Regions from separate parts of the Mus musculus genome. Here all the other regions are linked to region 3. A link is a contact called in public HiChIP or PLAC-seq data. All regions are on one chromosome and are shown on one strand. Each heading gives the region's core, a stretch centred on a gene start, on an enhancer-like site or on the middle of the called end of the contact. The rest is flanking DNA. Distances are from core to core; before and after follow the strand shown. Region 1 overlaps Trpm8 (transient receptor potential cation channel, subfamily M, member 8). Region 2 has its middle 39 kb from the start of Arl4c. Region 3 has its middle 17 kb from the start of Gm19589.

Evidence for each region. HiChIP or PLAC-seq counts read pairs in DNA pulled down with a chosen protein or histone mark.
Region 1: a contact with region 3 is called in an HNF4G HiChIP or PLAC-seq map of pancreatic cancer cells. The contact joins two enhancer-like sites. A contact is called at or near these places in 11 of 39 promoter capture datasets (cranial neural crest, embryonic stem cells, hematopoietic stem and progenitor cells and 6 more), 6 of 484 Hi-C or Micro-C datasets (the C2C12 cell line, the HPC-7 cell line, cortical neurons and 1 more) and 1 of 115 datasets of contacts at active chromatin or transcription factors (pancreatic cancer cells).
Region 2: a CTCF HiChIP or PLAC-seq map of the NIH/3T3 cell line shows a contact between it and region 3, with 9 read pairs. The contact joins two enhancer-like sites. A contact is called at or near these places in 1 of 39 promoter capture datasets (hippocampal neurons), 1 of 15 datasets of contacts at CTCF or cohesin (the NIH/3T3 cell line), 1 of 484 Hi-C or Micro-C datasets (muscle stem cells), 4 of 115 datasets of contacts at active chromatin or transcription factors (the NIH/3T3 cell line, acute myeloid leukemia, bone marrow-derived dendritic cells and 1 more) and 1 of 9 other capture datasets (embryonic stem cells).

The regions. Positions count from the first base shown.
Region 1 is chr1:88,356,276-88,358,975 of GRCm38.p6, reverse strand. All of the region lies in intron 18 of Trpm8 (transient receptor potential cation channel, subfamily M, member 8), which reads right to left. Among named protein-coding and RNA genes, the nearest start is that of Gm51639, 26 kb to the right of the region's middle. Within about 2 kb of position 1,310, at least 21 of the 459 cell types and tissues checked have an H3K27ac peak or open chromatin away from gene starts, as enhancers often do. A contact at or near this core is called in pancreatic cancer cells, where this site is marked.
Region 2 is chr1:88,661,582-88,664,281 of GRCm38.p6, reverse strand. No RefSeq gene overlaps it. Among named protein-coding and RNA genes, the nearest start is that of Arl4c, 39 kb to the left of the region's middle. Within about 2 kb of position 1,376, at least 45 of the 459 cell types and tissues checked have an H3K27ac peak or open chromatin away from gene starts, as enhancers often do. A contact at or near this core is called in the NIH/3T3 cell line, where this site is marked.
Region 3 is chr1:88,532,959-88,535,658 of GRCm38.p6, reverse strand. No RefSeq gene overlaps it. Among named protein-coding and RNA genes, the nearest start is that of Gm19589, 17 kb to the left of the region's middle. Within about 2 kb of position 1,373, at least 47 of the 459 cell types and tissues checked have an H3K27ac peak or open chromatin away from gene starts, as enhancers often do. A contact at or near this core is called in the NIH/3T3 cell line and pancreatic cancer cells, where this site is marked.

The DNA.
Region 1 (2,700 bases), core at 61-2,560, 180 kb after region 3:
TTCTGAACCTGTAAGCCAGCCCCAATTAAATGTTATCCTCACTAGAGTTGCCTTGGTCATCATGTCTGTTCTCAACAATGAAACCCTAACTAAGACAGGCTCCACACACTGGATTTTTTAAGAATGCCAACCTAGCTGTCTGATCTTTTCATTTGCCTACTTGCTCAGAATCTGGCTACTAGGAGCCTAAGGACCAGACTCCAGGGGCAGCTCAAATAGGGGACAGAAGATTCACTGAGGTGTGATTCTGATTCCCATGTTCATGTCCTTGTCTTCCCATGAACTCACCCACCAAGTCTATTTGGGACTCATATATCCTATGACCTTCTCTGCCTCTGACCCCAAAGCCTAAACTTAGGTGCCCATCCTGGGGATAGTGAGTTTCTCAGATCCACTGAAACCCTGCAATCTGGGATGTAGGATGCACAGCTTGAGTTGCCAAAGGAGGGGAACACTGCCAGATCACAGTGGAACAGTGAAGTCCCCCAGGTCTGGGCAGCCCGGGCCAGACCATGTTCCACTGTGAGGAGACAGGCGCAAGGTTAGGACCCTGGGGAGGACACAGGAGCATCCATTTATCTGGGCAGTGCTGATCCCCAGGGCAGCAAAACCCATTGCCACTCCATGCTTCGGAAGTGGCTGGCACAGGCCCTGCCCACCTGTTCTCTTTCCCATTCCCGCTGGGAGGCTGGTACACACTGATCTGTACAACCCCAGCCCAGCCTCGTCTCGCCTCAGTGACTTCAGAAGCCTGGCCATATTACAGAACCAATAGACAGAAGAGGCCTGGGCCACAAGAATGCCACTACAGGGAGAAAAGATTTCGGGTTTTTTTTGTTGTTGTTGTTGTTGTTGTTGGTGGTGGTGGTGGTGTTTTGTTTTGTTTTTAATGAAGAGACGCCTCTTGTCTAAGGGGGGAGAGTGCAGCTCTAAGCTGTGTTCCTGAAATACCAGGATGTGTTCACCATCTCTTGCACTGTGACAGCCTCAGAACTGAAGGAGCTTTCAGAGAAGGCAGGGTGGAACTTACAACACTATAAACAAACATCCACAGTGCCTGCTTAGCTCCACTAGGAGTCGGTTAACAACTGTGTCTGCACTGGGGACTGGCGAGGTCAAATTAGCTGTGAACATCCCCGCTCTGGGCAAGGGACGTCCCTCCTCACTGAGAGCATGGGTATCTGAGTCCCAGGCACAATCTAAAACAGACAATGTCCTGTTTAGGGGTTTCTCCTAACAACCATGAGTGAGTCTGGCCCATTAAGACTGCACAGGCCTGCAGAGCCTTTCCTTGAACAACCCAGGTGAGGAACTTGCAGAAACAAAGGGAAATAGCGCCCTCTAGTGACAGATTTCTCAAAGACAGGGCCTCACTGTTGTTCCAAGAAAGGCCACCTGGGTTTCTCTCTGCTCAGAAGAAAGTGAAGGCAGGATCCCTCTGTATGTCTCCTTATCTCTGGCCTCAGTAGTCCCATAACCATGGTGACCCTCAGGGGTGACTTACAAGCACATTCCTTGTCCTGTATTAAGAACACACATTCTCAACAACATGACAATAGCAGCTCTGGCTCCTGATACACACAGCAAATGAACGTCTAAAACAAATCACCCTGCTTGATGCTGCTCCCTGGACCACCAGAGCATGTGTCAGGACCTAGGGAGCTCGGCAGACTCCCTGATGGGGTCAGTACAAGAGGAGACAACCTGATCCAGGTTTCTGCATCTCTTAAGGGTCTCTTCAGTAGAAAATGCACCCAGACAGGGAAAGACCAAAGAAACCAGATTACTGCACACCGTGTATTTGCAACTCCTGCTGGGCTTTCCCTCCCTCTCCCTGCCTCTTTCCTCCCCTGTCCCTTCTACCCCTGTCCATCCAATGCTCGTGGCTTAATTCCCTATCGGCTGTGAGTCAATTGACCCTCTGGTCCAGCAGTTCTCTGAATGTCGAGAGTCCCCTGGCTCTGATTATCACACACAGAATATTCCAGCTCCACTCTACTAGTGACACATCACAAGCCAGAAGAAAACTTGGAAGTAAAGGCTGGCCACAGGGAGAGAGGCCATATGTGGAAGAGCTGTATCTCTACACTTAAGTCCTCAGCCCTCTGCTTGGGAACGTGACCTTGTTCGGAAATCAGGCCACTGCAGATGGCGCTGACAGGTCGAGATGGAGTCCTGATCCAACATGACTGTTGTCCCCAGGAAACAGAGAAATTAGGACACACCTGCACATAGGGAGGGCACCATATGGGCATGAGGCTGCGGGTCAGAGTGTCACATCCGTCAGGCACAGAGTGACAAAGATGGCCAGTAAACTTTCAGAAGCTAGGGGACAGCACAGCAGAACAGTCACTTCACAGTACTCTATGGGGTCAACCCAACCCACAACTTCACGTTGGACTTCTGCCTTCCAGAACTATAGTCAGTACACTGGTACTCCGGCCATCCTGTGTGTTTTCTTCCTCCACCTCTGCTGACGTTCCACCATCTTCCACACCACTTACCTACTAATCATAAAGACAGGCATATAGGGCACAGGTACCCAACCCCCCCCCCCCAGCCCTCACTTCCATAGCAGACATCATTAATTGATTAAGACATACTAAGAATTGACAGAGGGCCCCAGAATCCCTCGCAATCCAGGAGTCCTGGAGACTGCACATAAAAATCTACCAGAGAGAGTTGGCATGACAACATAAG
Region 2 (2,700 bases), core at 127-2,626, 130 kb before region 3:
CAAATGCTCATCCTAGGTCCCGATGGATGGATATTTGGTGTGGGGGGGGGGTGGGGGGGTGGGTATTGCCTAGGCTAGTCATCATGGTTCCTCTATATATCAAGATGGCATTTCTTCACATTTCTAATGACTGAGTGGCTGCAAATGTAACTTTCTCAAAGAAAAGACTCTGCTAAACAACTCACTGTACTGTAAAGATTGTCTGCACCCCAGCCACAATCCGAAAAAGAAATAATAGGCTAACTGTTAAGCAACTTTTCTGTGGGACTGGATTAAGAATAGAGAGGGCCAACCTGGGAGCCCAGAAGGGTAGAGCTAGCTTCTGTTCAGAAGGTGGGAGGAGAGAGAAGGCAGGGTTGAGCGGAGGTAAGAAGGTCCAGAGATAGGCAAGCTCAGATCCTGGAAATATGAGAAGTCAGGGAATAGCTATGACTTCCCAAAGGTTTGACTCACAGGCCACAGTCCTACTCATGGGTCTTGAACATCCTGCTCTGGATTTTCGGCCACTCAGGACACACTCAACACCTCGGGAAATAGAAAGTTAGATGCCAGAAGGATAGAAATGGAAGAGAGGGAGGGGTGTCAATTTAAAAAGGAAAAAGAGGAGTTTCTCCTCGCCCTGGCATATGGCCTCTGACCAAACTTGTGTCAGTCTCTTCTGTGCATTTGTTCTTTGGGACCTGCAGGGCTCAGCTGCAGAAAGAATCCTGTGGATAGTTTAGGGATATCTCAACCCTACCTGCCTTTAGCAGGGAAAACCTATTTTAAGTCAGTTGGACAAGCTCTCTCCACCTTGATGTTTCCTTGGCCCGCCTTCTGAGCTGAACCCTGCCTTTTTCCTATTGCTAGCCTCGGCACCTAATTGATAGTTCTGGCTGAAGCTTTGTGAATAGTTTAACATGTAGCTCAGGCTGGCCTTGAACTCCTGATTTCCCTCAGCCACTAGTGAGCTGGGATTACAGACAAGGAGCTCACTGTTCCATACAGCATCTTTTGCATCTTTTACTTCATTTTCATGCTTTCTGTCCTTGGCCACATTCTAGCACATTCTGCTACTCCTGCCTCTGCACTGACCCTGCAGCCTTTCACGGAGAGCCCTTCCTAAGAGGCAGCCACAGCAGCAATCATGAAGGAAGGAAGTCTGGCCAGGCCCTTCTAGCACATGGCCAACACGACTCTCATTTCCTTTTCTTTCTGGAGTTCTTTTCAAAATGATCTTTCTTTCCTGCATATCTTTTTCTTTTTTTCTTTTTTTTTTTTTAACATTAAGGCTCACATGGAAAGAATTTGTTTAGCTTGCAGTGGTACAGGGGCATGAACTGTTTGTATAGTGATTCATGCACTCTGGACTGCTAATGGGCACGGGACCGGGGCAGGGAGTGTTAGCTGGAAGACCAAGCCATAAGTTTTGCTGCTAATGAGAGGTGATGGCAATCCAATGCATCAGAATATAGTCTCGATAGTAGGCTTCTTCGGTTTGGCAGTTTGATTTTCTGGAACACTCTTATGTCTGTAAGGGAAAGAGGAGATGGAAGCACCAGAGAGCAGATGTGTGTAGGTCAGGATGACGGTTGAGTTTAGTCTATATGCACTGTCTCATTTTTTTCCAAGGATGCTTAAAGAAGCCCTGGAGGTCCTAAACAGATGAGGCACACAGATCTAGCAGATCATCTGGTCTACCTCCAGCTTCCAGTTTCATGCATTTTATCCCGGAAAACTGGGCTTCAGGGAATTCCATGATATTCTGGTTTACTGTTTTCTGAACCTCAAACATCAACATTAAATAGATCTGCTTGTGTTTCTGATACAGAGATGGGATGGACAGAGGTCTTATACAATTATAAACAGATTCCTGGATTATACATAACCAGAAACTCGAGCCCCCACCCCTGCAGCCACTAGCCATGTTACCTCAGATCTGCTTAGTTGGACCATCCAAGGTTTCTGGAAAATTAAAGAGTATGACAAGGTCTTCCTAAAGTACTCTAGGTGGAGGATATCTACAGTAAGGAACATGGCTTGAAATCATGGCTGCAGTATAGATATGCTAACAGCAGCAGATAGGACCTTTTCAGAGGCTCAGTGAGGCCTTTGAGAATATCTCAGATTGGGATCTGCAATCCTGGAAATTGCTTCCTGTCCACGTCAGATGTGATTTTTTTCTCACATCTTAAGGATTGTCTAGAAGGCTGTATTGGCTACTTCTCTTCTTGCTGTGACAAAATAGCAGACAAGAACGACCTAGGGAAGGAGAGGTTTATTCTGGCTCACAATTCAAAGGGCTATGGTCCACCATGGCTGCAGAAGGCATAACGGTAGGATAGAGAGGCAGCTAGTCCCGTTCCATTCACAGCCAAAGAGATATGAATGCCGAAGCCCTGTTCCCTTCTCTCTTCAGTCAGGGACCCCAGCTCACGGAACAGTGCGGCCCACATTTACAGAGGATCCCTTCTACCTCCACTAACCTAACTTAGAGACTCCCTCACAGAAACACTCAGAGGTTGGTTTCCATTTAGATTCTAAATCCTATTGAGTTGTCAATCAAGACTAATCATCAGAGAGGGTCAATTGTATTTGTTTCCTGTGGCTGTTAGAATCACCAGACTACTGGTAAAAAGCAATAGCAAGTTATTTTCTTAACAGCTCTGGAGGCCAAGAGTCAAAAATCCATTTCACTGGGCCTAAATCAAGGCACAGACA
Region 3 (2,700 bases), core at 124-2,623:
TTAAATAAATAAATCTTTTTTAAAAAGATCATCATTGGCATTCTTCATGAAAATCTTGTCATTCTAAGGCTAGAAGAAGTTTTAGACTAAAGCAACCCACGTCACCTGTCAGACTGCAGGTCCCATAGAAGGAAGGTCCCTGCAGGGTCTATGGGGGAACTGGGATCAGATCCGAGGTCTAAGTCAGATGATGCAGATTACACTTTGCCAGGAAAAAACAAAGCTTGGAAAGACCTCAATTCATTCAGTAAGGACTTCACCCTTTATTTTAAGAATGACACAAAATCAAGGTTTTTTTGTTTTTTAAGTCAAGCATGCTAGTGCATGCTTATAATAGCAGAGGTGGGGGACATAGAGACAGGCAGATCCTTGGGGGCTTATTGGCCAGTTATCCTAGCTGACGTGAGTTCCAGGCCAGTGAGAGACCGTTTCTTCAAAACAAGGTCAGTGGCACCTGAAGAAGGACACATGGGATTGTCCTATACCTCCATCCACAGGAGCAAAGATGTACCCACCTACCCCCTTCCAAACCCAAAATTAAGGGTATTCTCACAAAAAGGGACCTCTCATGACTGCCCTCCGAAAGACCCAACGAGCAGCTGAAAGAGTCATATGCAGATATTTACACCCAACCAATGGACAGAAGCAGCTGACCCCTGTTGTTGAATTAGGGAAGGCTGAAAGAAGCTGAGGAGAAAGCGGGTCCTGTAGGAAGACCAGTAGTCTCAATTAATCTGGACCCCCTGAGATCTTTTGAACACTGGACCACCAAACAGAGAGTATACACCAACTGATATAAGGCCCCCAACACACATAAAGTAGAGGACTTCCGGGTCTATGTTCATTCAGAGATGATGTACCTAACCTTCAAGAGACTGGAGGTCCCAGGGAGTTTAGAGGTCAGGTGGGGTGGGGGTGGGGGCATCTATGTGGAGACAGGGGAGTGTGGAGGAAGTGTGGGATGTGGAGCAGTTGGAAGGTGGATGGGGGAGGATGAAGAATGGAATATTCAGTGTAAAAAATAAATTAAAAAAAATTCCCTATGTCTGGTATGGTATAGATGGTGTCCATTATTCAAATAGAAAAGGAATAGGCCTTTTTTTCTTTTTTCAATCTAGTCAGTATAAATAGGAATCACATTAGGTTATTTAATTTCTGAAGAGCTCACATGATTAGATTTAAATACAAAGCAAGCACAGCATTCTCTACTTGATTGAAATGATGTCTAATAAATGTTTGCGATCCTCTTGAGAAGTTAGATAATGTGAAGTTCAGTGCTTTCTCTTTCTTTAGTCAACACTTTAAACTTCCCGCTGGAGCTTGGCTCTCCCACTAACGTTGCTGGTCCATGACTCACCTCAGGAATAAAGAATGCTTTTGTGTGTGGGGCTTCACCACAGAGACGGTATTTTTTTTTTCTTTGTCTCAACCTCATCCTGAAGGTGTGGCTTTCTTAGCAAAATAGTCATTCTTTCTTTGTGCTGCTTGGGCCCCCACTCATTAATCGAGTCAAGTCTGGAACACCCATTAACAACCCCTAAAGATTCAAGGAAATCTACTCAAAGACCAGTTATTTCTTTAATGTTCTCAAATTCTCTCTTCAACAAAACCGAGAGCAAGGCTACACAAGATGAGTTGGGAGAGCTCAGGTTAGCAGAGTCCAGACTCCATGCAAAGGCAAATCCTCTGCCTTGTTATTAGCGTGACTAGAACCAGAAGACGTACAGGGATATCCTTAGCAAGCCAGAATGGCGTTGTCAGCTCAGTAAGTACATATCGAAGCAAAGACCAATTGGAGATAACTTTTATGAACAAAATATTTCTTTTTAACCACTAAGAGTCTTCAACCAGAAGGACTCCAAAGAAAATTCCAGGGGGGTGGGGGGGAGAACTTGATAGCAAAGACACATCATGAAACAATTTTCAAACAAGTGAACACATTTTCAAAGTTTAGATGAACAACAAGAACAACAATTTTGTTGAACAAAGAGCTAAATACTAGAAAAGTAATAGAGAAGTCTTGGAAAGTTACACAAGAGGGATCAAGATGGTGATGAGTATTTGACATAAAATTCACTAAAACTGAATTCAAAAATTGGTCATGAAGAGGGGAGAGAAAAGGAAAGAAGAGAAGAAGAAGGAGAAGGAGGAGGAGGAGGAGGAGGAGGAGGAGGAGGAGAAGAAGAAGAAGAAGAAGAAGAAGAAGAAGAAGAAGAAGAAGAAGAAGAAGAAGAAGAAGAAGAAGAAGAAGAAGAAGAAGAAGAGAGACACACATAGAGAGAGAGAGAAGAGAGAGCTTTAAAAACCAGGTTGGGGAGATAGCTCAGTGGTTAAGAGCACTGACTGCTCTTCTAAAGGTTCTTAGTTCAAATCCCAGCAACCACATGGTGGCTCACAACCATCTGTTATGAGATCTGATGCCCTCTTCTGGGGTGTCTGAAGACAGCTACAGTGTACTTACATATAATAAACAAACAAACAAACAAACATCCCAATATTGGCAGGGAAAGTACGTGTACATCAGTCCCCAAAGGACTGACACAGGTACAGGGTTTGATCTCTGCCACCTGATGAACCCAGGCTGTGTGAGGATGCTACACAGATCTGTTGGCAAAATGGTCCAGGTTTACAGGGAGCAATGTGCCAGCACTTAGTAAGTGCAGTGGAGAAAGGCTAAAGGCTTGACTGCACATGTGGGCA